2 separate regions of the Mus musculus genome follow, and region 2 is linked to region 1. Evidence: chromatin contacts called from public promoter capture Hi-C data. All regions are on one chromosome and are shown on one strand. The core of a region is the stretch at or near the end of the contact, and the rest is flanking DNA. Distances in the headings are between cores, read along the strand shown. Region 1 holds the start of Ms4a6d (membrane-spanning 4-domains, subfamily A, member 6D). Region 2 holds the start of Oosp2 (oocyte secreted protein 2).

Region 1 (7,642 bases), core at 2,580-5,079:
CTGGCCTCAATTAGATCTGCAAACAGTCCACAAAATGTTGGCCAACGACTATCAAAGTCATCAAGTAAAGTCACCATAAGGAAAACATAAGAGGTTTAGATGAGGAAGTCAGGAGAAAACCAAGAAGGGACAACGACTAAGGGTTCTAGAATAGACCCTGGGACAAAAGAAGAATATTCATGGACAATGGATGAAGTCAATGTATTGGCCTGACTAAAGCAGAAATCATTGACACAACAGAAGAAAAGGTTGATCTGTGGATGAATCAAAGGGAGAAACGTAGGAGGGAAAAAAACCTGTTACTGAGCTGTAATGATCAGATAGGAAGCCACGGTGACCCAAAAACTCAATTCTGAGTGAAATTCATCCACATCAGTCTACAGGAGAGCCATCCTCTGAGAAAAGGACCTTCATTACCTCCTTACCCCAAACATGAAGCAGGCTCAGAGGAATATCCAGTCTATCACCCTGAATGCCTCCAACAATGTCAGATCCTAAAAACGAAAGTGTTCCTTTCCGCAGTGCAGTCCACTGTATGACCTTGCACGATACAGGAAGTTCTAGATCATTTGGGTGCCACTTCCTAGACTTTTCCCTAAAGCCAGGAAGCCACTAAACTCATGAGCTCAAGAGATGTCATGAAAGTGTAATATTGACAAGAAATATTTATTTGAGCTACATGAAAATACCTTCAAGATGACATAACTGCCCTTCCACACTAAGACCTTCTCTGATAACAGACAGAAGAACAAAGTCTACCATTGACCTCTTTTTCACAGTATACAGAAATGCAGCTGGGTTAAAAACCCCCTTCTGTAGCCTTGCCATCTTATTCCCCACAGAAGTCCTACTTACAAACAAAGCTCCTACAAATGGGTAGCCAGATTCTAACAGGATGGAAAACACTGAGGTAAAGTGTAGATTGGAGGGAACAGATGCCAAAATGATTCCCAGAGCCAACACCATCACAGCACACATGATCTGGATTGCCTGTTGAGAGAAGGGAGATGGTGATTAAAGCAGCAATGACAAGAAGGACCTCTCCACTTTTCCCATGGTGCCTAGGCATTGTCATCTACAACATCCCAGTGAGCACACAGACACTGTACAAGTTCTGCAGTGAGAGAGGAAAGCTCATTCTGGTGGAGATGTAGTTCTGCTAGAATGTTGAGTCACCTTCAATTATTTCTGTCATGCTCATGACCCCTTCTGGCATCTTCTGGCTGGGGCTGAACTTCAGTGCATAGTTAGGAAGTCTCCTGCTCCCTCTTGTGGGATGAAGAGGTATCTGAAAGCCCACTCACTGAGAACTGGAATGTGGAAACCTCTCCACACATCATGCAGATCCCACAGAACACCACATAGGACTAGCCTCTCTGCCCTGCTCCACAGCACCTTCAGTCCCGGTGTCCGGTCTGGTAATCCCTTGCCTCTATATTAAAAGGGAAATTTTATCTTCCTGATGCCCTTCTTTACCTCAAGACTCACAACAGTTGTAATTTTGATTAAGCAAATTTATAAATGTTTTGTTACATGAGCTTCAAAGAAATCCAGAGAATTAAATGTATGTCTAAGCTAAGACCATCAGTTCCATTAAGTTTTGGGACTGAGTAACACAGAGGCCCATGCAGTGTGTTTCGTAGAAACAACACTGACAAAACACCTTCATCTTTCCTCATAGCACAAAATATATGTTCTTTCTCATCTCCCTGTACCTAAAAGTCTTGTTAGTATGTCCTGGAGGAGCACAGAGAAATGAACCAATGGTCTTTTTTTTTTTTTTATCATCTCTTCTCACTAAAGAGGAGAAGGATGTTCTGTACTCAATGAGCACATAGAATGTAGCTACAAATGTTTTCATAAATAAAATACTTAGCAAGTACTATCCAAAAATAATAATGATAAAAAAGAACAAAATCTCAATGGCTGCTGGAATAAGGTCATTGAATTACAGCGCAAGCATGTTAAAACAGGGTAAATACTTGCCAGTTTGTGGAAAGTCTTAGAGATGTAAGCAGCATTCCAAGGGGCTTCCACCAGTCTACAGACCACTCTGTGATCACTCTGTCAAAACTTAAGGCTTCCCACCCCTAAATTTATCTCTGGTCCTAATACATAGAGCCTCTCCCTCTGCCCTCCAACCACCCCAGGGTGTTCTGTGTGGAATTTACCGCCATCACTTTGATCTCAGCCTTTAGATGTTTCTTCAGGCTGTCTTGGCTCTGGTGGGAAGGCTGGGGTTTGTCTGTTTGGGGAAAGCTGATTCCATTTGGTGAAATCACTGTGACAGTCTCACTGGTCACTACTTGTGGAATCATGATGGAGCTTCCACGGCTGGAAGAGAAAATGGACTTAGCTCTTACAAAGAACTGCACACCCATCTTCCCACTCTCAAATCTGTAGGTGAGTACCTTACTGCATTCTTGACTTATCCTCCAAGGGAAGAAACTAGAAGACTAAAGAAAATGTAAAATCCCAAACCTTAGATTCAGAAGGATTTTTTTTTTCTGCTTGAGATAGAGGGTTGTTTTTAGACAATGAATATATACATAACATGACAACTCCCACTGATCCCAGTGAACAGAGCCAAATGTTTACATAAAACTTGTAGATTGGAACTGTTGAAATGACTCAGCAAATAAAGGCATTTGACTTCAAGCCTGAAGGTCTGAGTTCGATCTGCTGGACCCATGTAGCAGGAGAGATTCATTGCAAGCTGTCTGTGACCTGCAGATTTGCCTTAACACACATTCACCTGCATGCATACACACATATACACACAAAGAGCTATAATAAAAAGACTTTCAAAATGTAGCATTAATTTCCTAGTTGCTATCATGTTTGAGTGCACTGTCCCTTATTCTGATGAGTTTTATCCTCAGGTTGTTCTACCAGTCTTGAGATATAATTAAAATTTGATCTTCAATCTTTTCCAATTTATGCTACTACTCAAACTACTGAGAGCTATTTGTTCATTGTTTGTCTCATAGTGTTATTTCCAGCATATTTCATCATAGTTTAGAACCCTCACAGTAATTCTATTTGTTAGTAATGTCATAATCAAAAAAGAATTTCAGAGGTAAATTTTGATTCATGTGTGAAAATAACACATGATTTTATAATGACATAGGCTTGATGCTAAATAGATATTTAAAGTTTTTGTTATTAACCAGTTGCCTACACACAGTTGGGTGCTGGATCCCAGCTGTCTCTGTCTCTGGTTCCTCACCCTATTTTCCCACCTGCCTGCGGCAGCCTGTGTCTAAGTCTCCTCAGTGTGGAGAAGCACCTGAATGCAGAGTGAGAAGCCCTGGAGTTGTAACCTGAGGTTCAAGATTAGAACTGTGCCCTTGTTAGGAAGAACCAAGTTGCCTGTGGAATTGGTTTCTGAGCTCAGTTTGCCTCTCTTTTCTGTTCCACTCTCAGACCTTAGACTGCCTAATTAGTGAATGGCTTAAAAGCCTTTGCAGGTACAAGAGCTCTGCTTTTGTTAATTACATGACCTTAGGACAGTGACCACCAAGATCATGGAACTAAAACCAGCCAGGACCGATATAAACCCAATACCCATTCCGTTTGCCCATTTAGTTCTGAAGTGTCCCAGTGTCTCTATTGCTTCCATAAGCACCAGCAATCTCTTACAGTGCAGTCCCAGAAATAGAGTGCTGTACAAAGGAATTTCTCTTCAGGGTTGCCTACCTGAGCCTGTGCGCCTTGTCACCCAGTCACTTCCAGCTGAGCTCTCAGAAACCCCAAGAGCTTTAACTATGGGTTTTCTCAGTCTGATCCTTGGTTCCTTCTTGTGAAGTTCTAACTGTCCCAGCCCTTCCTTCTTCTGTGCTCACTGCACAGGAAGTGGCGCTTACAGTCTGGACATGTGAATGTGCCTTTACTTCCTTTTTCATAGACTTCCAGTAACCAGGAAAATGACTAATTGGACCAGTTCTGGGAGACTTGTAGGTTACTTTTCCTTCCCATAAAATATCATCATGACAGCACTGACATTTTTATCACTGGTTTGAATTTTGTGTCTCTCTAATTATCCTAGATCTAGAATACACATTCAGTGGCAGAGCTGAACCTGCTGAGCATCTCAGAGACCCTAATTTCTGATCTGATCCTCAGTGTGCATTATGCTTACGTGTCTATTGGGTGCCAATGGACAGAGTGAACCAAGTTGTTATGAAAACTGACAAAGGTGTTCTTCTTCCGAGCTGGTTTGCGTCTGCGAAGGATAGCATTGCCTTCAGATCCTGACTTAGTGTCAGTGGAGTTCTGCACATTCCATCTTGGCCCACAATGATATGAGTATCACAAAACCAAGCAAAAACTTCCGTTCTTCCCAAACTTATGAGTCATGAAAGTTGTGGCAGAGATGGAACAAGGAAGATGAACAGAGTTAGACGTCATATTCCCCAAGGCCAGTGATCTTGTGGTGTTAAGTAGAATGTCAGTCAGAGTAGCTTTTCTCAGCTCTGTAACTACTCCATGCTAGAGGGATCATGCATGGGGTTAAAAACTAAAATCTACAGGTAAATAAATAATATGCTACATTTATAAAGGCTTTAATCAATGAACTTAACAAAATATTTAATGATTTCTGCAAAGCTCAAAAATCTAGATCACTATTAGAATACAACTAAGTTTTTCTTTGGTAGTTAGACAGTTACCAGGAAACACTTCCAATCAAAAAAGGGGGGGCAAAAATAGACATGAATACCCAATGGTCTCATGGGCACTGTTTTTTTTTCTTTTATTGATTCTTTGCAAATTTCACATCATGTACCACAGCCCCACTTACCTCCCCCTCCTCTGGTACCTGTCCTCCACCCTTGCCATCTCCCCCCAGCAAAGAAAAAAAAATCTCATTGTGGAAGCTGTAGTGTGTCACAGTGTATCCCACAGTATTCCCTTTTGTCTAAATTTATTTGCTTGAAAATATCTGTTGCAATGATTCTTGGTCTGGTATGAGACCTCTGACTTCTGCTATTCTATCAATACTGAAACCTCACTGGGACTCCTCTCAGATATCCTGTTGCCCTGTGTCATGGAGATCTTATAGCTTTGGATCTATAGGACCACTCCCTTCATACACTCCAGCTGTTCATCGATGAGGTAGATATTGGGGTGGGTCAATTCAAAGCCCTGAACCTGGGCCTGAGAAGTTTATGAGCTTGTCAGATCACAAGCTCTCAGGCCCTTGGTGCAGCTCACTGGCAAATGCCAGTGAGGGACAGGACCACTTCTCACACTCTCAGAACCCTGGGGCCAGCTCTCCCACCTGCCATAGATGGCAAAGGAAGAGGGAGGGAGAAGGTATCTCTCCATCACCCACTCTGTCTCATGGCAAGCTAGTTGCAGACATGTTTACACCCTTGGGGCCCACTCACTGGCAGACCCCACATCCGGGTCAGCTCTACTGTGCTGACCAGGTGAGGTGCAGGTCTCACCCTAAGTGCTGCATCTGGGGGTGGGGGTAAGTCTAGCTCTCCAGCTCTCATGATCCCAGGGCCAGGTCTTCTACCTGCCAAAGGTGGTGAGGGGAGAGGTAGGAGGAGGCTGTCTCTTCCTTGTTCCTGCCACACAAGGGAGACTCCTATGCTCCTATCCTTGAAGGCTGCTCACCTGCAACTCCTCAAGTGTGGGCCCTACTCTTTTGAGAACTTGAGCTGGCTAGGGGCGAAGTCAGCTTTCCTGCTCTTAGCCCACCAGAGCCAACTCTCTCAAGATGCTCAGATGAGACCTCAGATATCAAGATGTCCCCAATCAGCAGCCCAGACCAGAGACATCTGCTTAGCCTTCACTCGTGACAGACTTCTGCTGCTGTAGGGCCTCAGACCCAGATGTGGTCCATGGCAGCTGCACAGGCCAGGACCCCACCATGGTCCCAAGTGGCATCACTGGCACTCACATCTGGCTGTTCCTCACTACCCTGGAGTCTCCAGCTCTGCTTCTCTCCATTGTGCCCACACCCTTCTGTTTCTCTTTCTCTTCAATTTCTCCTCCACTTGCTTGCTCCTTTTGGTGGTGCCAGGGGTCTCTGAGCACCTGAGCATCTCAGGAGTGGTCTCAGGAATGCCAAGCCTCAGTTATGCACTATGGAACCAGACAGGAATCATCTCGGTCACGGTCTACAGGATCACACGTGTGGGGCATCCAACTGATGATCATTTCAGGCTGGATGCATGTCCAAGCCCCATGACACCAGTCTTGTGGTCATCTTAGGCACACTCCTTGACCCCTACCTCCCAGTTATTCCTTCTTCTATCACAGGCTTACTCTTTCCCAGGGTGTACAGTCCCATGTGGGGTCCTTCTAGTCTCTGTCGTGCTCTCCACCCTGGGAACCCATCCAGTCCTGCCTGGCATCAGACTGGTGATCATTTCAGGCTCACTTTTTTCAAGGAATGTTAGGCTACTAATCATTCAGATGTTCAAAGCTCAGAACACTGAGTGCAGACCTAGTGTAGACCTAGTATAGACCTAGCCTCTTTCCTCTCTGCCACCTGCTGACACACAAGTGACACACCAGAAACTATTATTTTATTATTGGCTATGACTTGTGCCTGTCCCTCTGGATCCAGGGGTCATAAGGTTAGTGAGCAGCTCTGGGGCTTACTAGCCACTTCACTCAGAAGTCATCAAACTCTGTAGGATACAATTGGCATACTTTTTGCACCATCTACTTCATCCCATTTCCTGATTTCAAGCCAGAAGAATCTTCTGCAGGTCTCATAGTAAAACAATGGCCAGATGTGCCCAGACTGAAAGAGAAGATGGATTCCTGATGTGTTTTCAGTATCCCAGAGAAATTTATTGTAACAAGATGTTGGAGTAAAATCTAGAAACCTCTAGAATTCTCAACATCATGGAATGTTCTATGAGGTGGCATATTTTGAAACAGGGATTGTGGAAAGAGCAGCTTTTCTTTAGTCATTGTGCCACCATTAATGTCAGGATGTCATTCAACACTCTTCACTAATATTTTCTCTTCATTTGTGTGGGGCACACCTGTGTATAAAATGTGATACCACTTCTGTGAGATGGTCAATGTCTTAGCCAGAATTCTCTAGAGGAGCAGAACTGAGAGAATGAATGTGTATGTATTATATATACATATATTTATATATTGCAAAGGGAAGTTATTAGATGAGTTTACATGATCCCAGCTAAGCAGTTAAACAGTGCAGAGGAGACGAGTCACTCAGCCCATGAAGCTTGATGTCTTCACAGTCTCAATCTGGCACTGAAAGCCTGGGGGATTCCTGGAGATCTGCTAATCTTTAGTCTATGTTGGAAGGCCAAAGAAGTTGGGTTCAGTTTGGCAGCCAATAATGGGAGCAGCAGCAATAATAACAGAGCCGATGTGCAAAACTACACCAGCAGGTGGCAGCACCTCTTCTTTCCAACCCTCTATTTCTGTATTGCTGTGGGAAGATATTGCCCACTTACAATCAGGGAGAGTATTCTCCATCCAGTTAATCCTCCTTTGAAATCCCCTTAAAGACTGCCCTCCAGAATCTCTCTTCATTGGTTGCAGATCTGATTAAGTTCACACAAAAAAATATGTTTTTAAAGATTTATTTATTATTATATCTAAGTACACTGTAGCTGTCTTCAGATGCACCAGAAAAGGGCATCAG
Region 2 (7,642 bases), core at 3,754-6,253, 56 kb after region 1:
ACAGGTATGGTTCAATATATGAAAATCCATCAACGTAATCCACTATGTAAAGAAACTCAAAGGGGGAAAAACACATGAGAATCTCACTAGATGCTGAAAAAGCATTTGACAACATTCTACACCACATCAAGGTAAAAGTCTTGGAGATATCAGGAATCCAAAGCCCATAACTAAACATAGTAAAAGCAATATACAGCAAACCAGTAGCCAACATCCAACTAAATGGAAAGAAACTTGAAGCAATCCCACTAAAATCAGGGACTAAACAAGGCTGCCCACTCTCCCCCAAACTATTCACTATAGTACCCAAAGTTCTATCCAGAGCAATAAGACAACAAAAGGAGGTCAAAAGGATACAAATTGGAAAGGAAGAAGTCAAAATATTATTATTTGCAGATGATATGGCAGTATACTTAAGTGACCCCAAAAATTCCACCAGAGAACTCCTAAACTTGATAAATAACCTCAGAAAAGAAGTGGCTGGATCAATCAAGTCCAACACATTGGTATCCTTCCTCTACTCAAAGGATAAATGAATTTCTGAGAAAGAAATTCGGGAAATGACACCCTTCAAAATAGTCACAAATAATATAAAATACCTTAGTGTTTAACCAAAAAAGTGAAAGATCTGTATGACAACAACTTCAAGTCTCAGAAGAAATAAATCAAAGACCTCATAAATGGAAAGATCACCATGCTCAAGGATTGGCAGGATTAATATAGTAAAAATGGCCATCTTGCTGAAAGCAATCTACAGATTCAATACAATCCCCATCAAAATTCCAACTCAATTCTTCATAGAGTTACAAAGAGCAATTTGCAAATTCAAGTGGAATAACAAAAAACTCAGGATAGCGAAAAATATTCTCAACAATGAAAGAACTTCTGGGGGAATCACCATCCCTGCCATCTCTGACCTCAAGCTGTACTACGGAGCAATAGTGATAAAAAATAAACAAACAAACAAAAACTGCATGCTGTTGGTACAGTGACAGGCTAGATGATCAATGGAATAGAATTGAAGACCCAGAATGAACCCACACAACTATGGTCTCTTGATCTTTGACAAAAAGCTAAAACCATCCAGTGGAAAAAGGACAGCATTGCCACTAATGGTGTTGGTTCAACTGGAGGTCAGCATTTAGAAGAATGCAAATTAATCCATTCTTATCTCCTTGTAAAAAGCTCAAGTATAAGGGGATCAAGGACCTCAAACCAGATACACTGAAACTAATAGAAAAGAAAGTGGAGAAGAGCCTCAAGCACATGGACACAGGGGAAATTTTCCTGAACAGAACACAAATAGCTTATGCTCTAAGATCAAGTATAAACAAATGGGACCTCATAAAACTACAAAGCTTCAATAAGGTAAAGGACACTGTCAATAAAACAAAACAGCAACCAACGTATTGGGAAAATATCTTTACCAACCCTACATCCAGTAGAGGGCTAATATCTGATATATACAAAGAACTCAAGAAGTTAGACTCCAGAGAACCAAATAACCCTATTAAAAATGGGGTACAGAGCTAAACAAAGAATTCTCAACTGAAAAATACAATGGCCAAGAAGCACCTAGAGAAATGTTCAACATCTTTAGCCATCAGGAAATGCAAATCAAAAGAACCCTGAGATTCCACCTCACAACAGTTAGAATGGCTAAGATCAAAGTCTCAGGTGACAGCAGATGCTGGCAAGGATGTGGAGAAAGAGGAACACCCCTCCATTGTTGGTGGAATTACAAGATGGTACAACCACTGTGGCAGTTCCTCAGAAAATAGTAGTGCCTGAGGACCCCGCTACACCACTTCTGGACATATACCCAAAAGATGCTCCAACATATAACAAGGACACATGCTCCACTATCAGCTTATTTATAATAGCTAGAAGCTGGAAACAACCCAGATGTCCTTCAACAGAGGAATGGATAAAGAAAATGTGGTACATTTACATAATTGAGTACAACTCAGCTATTAAAAACAATGAATTCATGAAATTCTTAGGCCAATGGTTGGAATTAGAAAATATCATCCTGCGTGAGGTAACCCAGTCGCTAAAGAACACACATTGTATGCACTCACTGATAAGTGGATATTAGGCCAAAAGCTTGGAATACCCAAGATACAATTCACAGACCACATGAAGCTCAAGAAGAAGGAAGACCAAAGTGTGGATGCTTCAGTCCTTATTAGAAGGGGGAACATAATACTCAAGGGAGGAGTTACAGAGACAAAGTGTGGAGCAGAGACTGAAGGAAAGACCATCCAGAGACTACCCCACTTGGGGATCCATACCATATACAGTCACCAAACCCAAACACTAATCCAGATGCCAAGAAGTGCTTGCTTACAGGAGCCTGATATAGCTGTCTCCCGAGAGGCTGACGAACCTGACAAAGACAGAGGTGGATGCTCTAAGCCAACCATTGGACTGAGCAAGGGGTCCACAATGGAGGAGTTAAAGGACTGAAGGATCTGAAGAGACAAAATCACCAACCCAAGAGTTCACATGGAGGGACCCATGGCTCCAGCTGCATATGTAGCAGAGGATGGTCTTGTTGGACATAATTGGAATAGAGGTCTTTTGTCCTGGGAAGAATCGATGCCCCAGTATAGGAGAATGCCAGGGCAGGGAGGTGGAAGTGGGTGGATGGGTGGGGTACCACTGTCATACAAGCAGGGGGAGGGAGGTGGGTGGTTGGGCTAACACCCTCATACAAGAAGGGGAAGGGACGATGGGATAGGGGCCTTCTGGAGGGAAAACTGGGAAAGGGGATAACATTTGAAATGTAAATAAATAAAATATCCACTCAAAAAAAGCAAAAAAAATGTAAAACACCAAAAATAGATAATTTATACAATAAATTATTTTTAAGTCATATTCTGCCACAAAAAAAAGAGCCTATGAAGGATTTGGAGATTATCATTATTTTCAAAATACATCTGCTTAGTTATTCCCACATACATAGATAGATATCTGATATTTCACAGGTGAAACCCAGCAACATCAAGGATGAAAAAATAAAATCACCTATGATTTCTTTCCTTCTGAAGAACTGAAATTGTACAAAAGGTGCTATATTCAGGAGTGTGTGAAAGGGAATACTTTATCCCCACAACCTTTGTGAGGAGATGAAGAGAAAATATGCTCCAGAGGAACTCAGCCATGAGAGAAAGGAGTCTGAAGAGAGAAAACGCAACCTCCTCACAGCTTTACAGTGCTGGGAAATTCACCCTCAGGTAAAACTTACTCTTAGCCTATACATGGAGATCTCCAGGAAGCCAACCACGAAAGTTACTTTTAATGGATGCATTGGGAGGAACTTCCCATAATGGAAAATATATGCGGTCAATGAGTATGAGGCTACTGCAACCTCCAAAAATCAGTGGGGCCTATGAGTTTTTGGTCTTTGGAGATAAGTCATCATTAAGAAGACAAGGTAAGTTTGGGGGAGGAAGGCAGGTGTTTTACATCTATGTCTTTGTGTGCTTAAAATGTTATTCTATGCCCTAAATAGGAGAATCGGGAAGAGCTTCCTTAAAAGAAAGAAATATATATATCAACACCTAAGATTAAAACTGGTTTTTAAAAAGTAACTGGACCTAGGCATACTGAAAGTCCATTCTTTTAAGCTCTACTCCCGCCTCCTATCACCACATTTCAGTCAGTTGGACACTTTATGGTGGTTCCTCCAACATCTGAAAAATTACTGAGAACCACACATAGCTGTTGAATCATCAACTTAAGCAATTCTTCCTGACCCCAAACAGTAATTAGGACCAGGGCACAGATACCTTGCTCAATCTGTTCCAGGAAGCTGGAATCTGCTAGTTACCACTTCCTCTGCATGTGCTGTCTATTTCAGCCATTAACTGCTGCACTAGCCTAAAGACCTCATTGTAAAGTGAAAGGATACCAGAACCCGAATATGGTCCTCACTCCTACAAGGTCTCCAAGCCAAACAGACAGATAAGAAACCTGTATTTCAGTTCTACAGGAAACTCCACTTCTAACAATAGCAATAGACAAGCCAACTTTGTAAATAATAATAACAACACAGGAATTCTGCCTTGGAAAAGCTAGCATTTAGTCAGATGTTAAAACTAGGAGGATCTTGATTCTAGGTGAGATGGGGGAAAGATGAACCTTTAAAAATGAACCTTTAAACACGACAGACTTGCTTTATGTTGGTCTTCATGGCTTCTTAGGACCATCACCATCTGATATGAGTGACTGGCAGAGCAGTACGTTTGTGTGTGTGTGTGTGTGTGTGTGTGTGTGTGTGTGTGTGTGTGTGTGTGTGTTTCTGCAGCCCAGGCTAGCCTCAAAATTGCTATACAGCCAAAGCTGACTTTGAACTCCTGATTCACTAGCTTCACCTTCACGAGTACTAGAATTATATAGGCGTGTATCATCACAACCAGCTAGGGCAATACTATTAAAAGAACAGAAAGCAATATCATGAAGAAGAAATATGGAGATTCTAGACATAGGAAGGTCAGTTTCAGAGATACAGTGGCACTAATTTCAAACTATCAAAGTACAGATAATTGGCAGTAGATTTGAAAAGGCAGACTTAGATGCAGAGCCATGGAATACTTCTGTAAATGAGATACATTATACAGAAAATACCAAAGCATAGGAAGAGAGGATGTCTGAGAACGTAGACATTAGGCAAAAAGAGGAAACATGTAAATTTGCAAGTCTGCTTTACCCGAAAGTATTTGTATTCCAGAAAATTTATAGCAACATCACAGCTCTGTAGGGAGTAAAAAGACCTGCATTGAAAGCAATCACTCCACACTGCTTTATCAAGGAAGTATCCTTCATAGGAACCTGCATGGCAAGCAATCAATCATTACCCTTTCTAGGAAGTATCTCCAAGTGCTCACTTACCGTCAATGTCCCAAGCACAAGTCCAAACCAAGACAGCAAGATAAACCAGGACCTCTAAAGCCATAGAGACCCCCATCCGGCAGACTTCCCGAACAGCACCACTTAGAAACAAAAAGGAACAGACATGGCTGATTTAAGTGATTTTGTATGGCAGCCCGTGCTCAGCTGCCTTCATTTTTCTTGTTGAAGTAGGCTGTAGAGGTGATGTGCTAACTACTTAAAACTCAGGTTTTCCAGATTATTTACTCCACAAATCTCAAAGAAGCATACATAAGTGGATCATGCTCTAGTGGATGGTCCCACCACTATGCCGCACAAATTAGATTCGATAAAGTATCACAAAAAGAAGACAGAAGTTTGGGGGTGGGGATGGAAAGAGGGCTAGAGCTAAGGAAATTAGAAAATTAGAGGGCTAGAGCCAGGAGTAAATATTATAAAAATACACTGTATAGTGTATGGATTTTTCAAAGAAGAAATTTAAAAATTTTTAAATGTTTCAATTGATAACTATTTGCAATGGATTGTTAAGGTCATCTAAATGCCTCCAATTACAATATTGACACTAACCATTATGTTGTTGGAAATAGGGTTTTTTTTTATTGGATATTTTCTTTGTTTACAGTTCAAATGTTATCCCCTTTCCTGGCTCGTCCCTGCCCCTGCTTCTATGAGGGTGCTCCCTCACCCACCAACCCACTCCTACCTCCCTGCCCTGCCTTTCCCCTACACTGGGGCATAGAGCCTTAACAAGACCAAGGGCCTCTTCGCCCATTGATGCCTGACAGGGTCATCCTATGCTACATATGCAGCTGGAGCCATGGGTTCCTTCTTGGTAGTTTAGTCCCTGGGAGCTCTGGTGGGGGGGAGGGGTCTGGTTGGTTGGTATTGTTGTTCTTTCTATGGGTCGCAAATCCCTTCAGATTATTCAGTCCTTTCTCCAACTCCTCCATTGGGGATACCATGCTCAGTCCAATGGTTAGCTGAGAGCATCCACCTCTGTATTTGCTAGGCTGTGGCAGAGCCTCTCAGGAGACAGCTCCTGTCAGCACTCACTTTTTGGCATTCGCAATACTGTCTGCGACTGGTGACTGGATATGGCCTCGATCCCCAGGTAGGGTACTCTCTGGATGGCCTTTCCTTCAGTCTCTGCTCCACACTTGATCTCCATATTTGCTCCCATGAGAATTCTGTTCCCTCTTCTAAGAAGGACTGAAACATCCACACTGTGGTCTTCTTTCTTCTTGAGCTTCATGTGGTCTGTGAACTGTACCTTGGGTATTCCAAGCTTTGGGGCTAATATCTGCTTATCAGTGAGTGCATACCATGTGTGTTCTCTTGTGATTTGGTACCTCACTCACTATCCATTTGCCTAAGAATTTTATGAATTCATTGTTTTTAATAGCTGAGTTGTACTCCAGTGTGTAAATGTACCAAATTTTCTTTATCCATTCTACTGTTGAGGGACATCTGGGTTATGTCCAGCTTCTGGCTGTTATAAATAAGCTGCTATGAACATAGTGGAGCATGTGGCTGTAATATATATTGGATCATTTTTTGGGTATATGTCCAGAAGTGGTACAGCTGGGTTCTCAAGTAATACTATGTCCAATTTTCTGAGGAACCACCAGACTGATTTCCAGAGTGGTTGTACCAGCTTGCAATCCCACCAGCAATGGAGGAGTGTTCCTCTTTCTCCACATCCTCACCAGCATGCTGTACTATCACCTGAGTTTTTGATCTTAGCCATTCTGAATGGGGTGAGGCGGAATCTCAGGGTTCTTTTGATTTGCACCCTAATGACTAAGGATGTTGAACATTTCTTTAGGTGCTTCTTGATCATTTGAGTTTCCTCAGTTGAGAATTCTTTGTTTAGTACTGTAACCCATTTTTAATAGAGTTATTTGATTCTTGGAGTCTAACTTCTTGAGTTTTTTGTATATATTGTATGTTAACCCTCTATCAGATATAGGATTGGTAAAGATCTTTACTCAATCTGTTGGTTACCTTTTTGTCTTATTGACAGTGTCCTTTGCCTTACAGAAACTTTGCAGTTTTATGAGGTCCCATTTGTTGATTCTTGATCTTACAGCACAAGCCAATGGTGTTCTGTTCAGAAGAATATCCCCTGTGTCCATGTGTTCAAGGCTGACCCCACTTTCTCTTCTATTAGTTTCAGTGGACCCAGAAATAAACCCACACACCTATGGTCACTTGATCTTTAACAAAGAAACTAAAAACATACCCATGGGGGGAAAAAGAGAGAGAAAAGTAAGAAAGAAAGCATATTCAACAAAGGCTGCTGGTCTAACTGGCAGTCTGCATGTAGAAGAATGCAAGTTGATCCCTTATCTCCTTGTACAAAGCTCAAGCCCAAGTGGATCAAAGACCTACATATAAAACCAGATTCACTGAATCTAACAGATGAGAAAGTGGGAAATAGCCTCAAACACATCTGCACAGGGGAAATTTTCCTGAACAGAAAACCAATGGCTCAAGCTCTAAGATCAACAATTGACAATGGGACCTCATAAAATTGAAAAGCTTCTGTAAGGCAAAGGACACTGTAAATTGGACAAAACAGCAACCTACAGATTGGGAAAAGATTTTTATCAATCCTATAGCCAATAAAGGGCTAATCTCTAAACTATAAAAATAACTCCAGAAAACCAAATAACCCAATGAAAAATAGGGCAACCTACAGATTGGGAAAAGATTTTTATCAATCTTACATCCAATAGAGGGCTAA

Evidence for each region. Promoter capture Hi-C pulls out the DNA fragments that hold promoters and counts their contacts.
Region 2: a contact with region 1 is called in a promoter capture Hi-C map of macrophages, with 5 read pairs. The contact joins the promoter of Oosp2 here to the promoter of Ms4a6d in region 1. A contact is called at or near these places in 1 of 39 promoter capture datasets (macrophages), 1 of 115 datasets of contacts at active chromatin or transcription factors (the HPC-7 cell line) and 1 of 9 other capture datasets (adipose tissue).

The regions. Positions count from the first base shown.
Region 1 is chr19:11,600,975-11,608,616 of GRCm38.p6, forward strand. It overlaps Ms4a6d (membrane-spanning 4-domains, subfamily A, member 6D), which reads right to left and starts at 3,830. Exons shown (of 7, transcript NM_026835.2): 1 at 3,700-3,830; 2 at 2,172-2,334; 3 at 856-990. The coding sequence starts at 2,318. It also overlaps the pseudogene Gm24599.
Region 2 is chr19:11,655,556-11,663,197 of GRCm38.p6, forward strand. Oosp2 (oocyte secreted protein 2) reads right to left here and starts at 5,004. Exons shown (of 4, transcript NM_001037634.3): 1 at 4,897-5,004. The coding sequence starts at 4,972.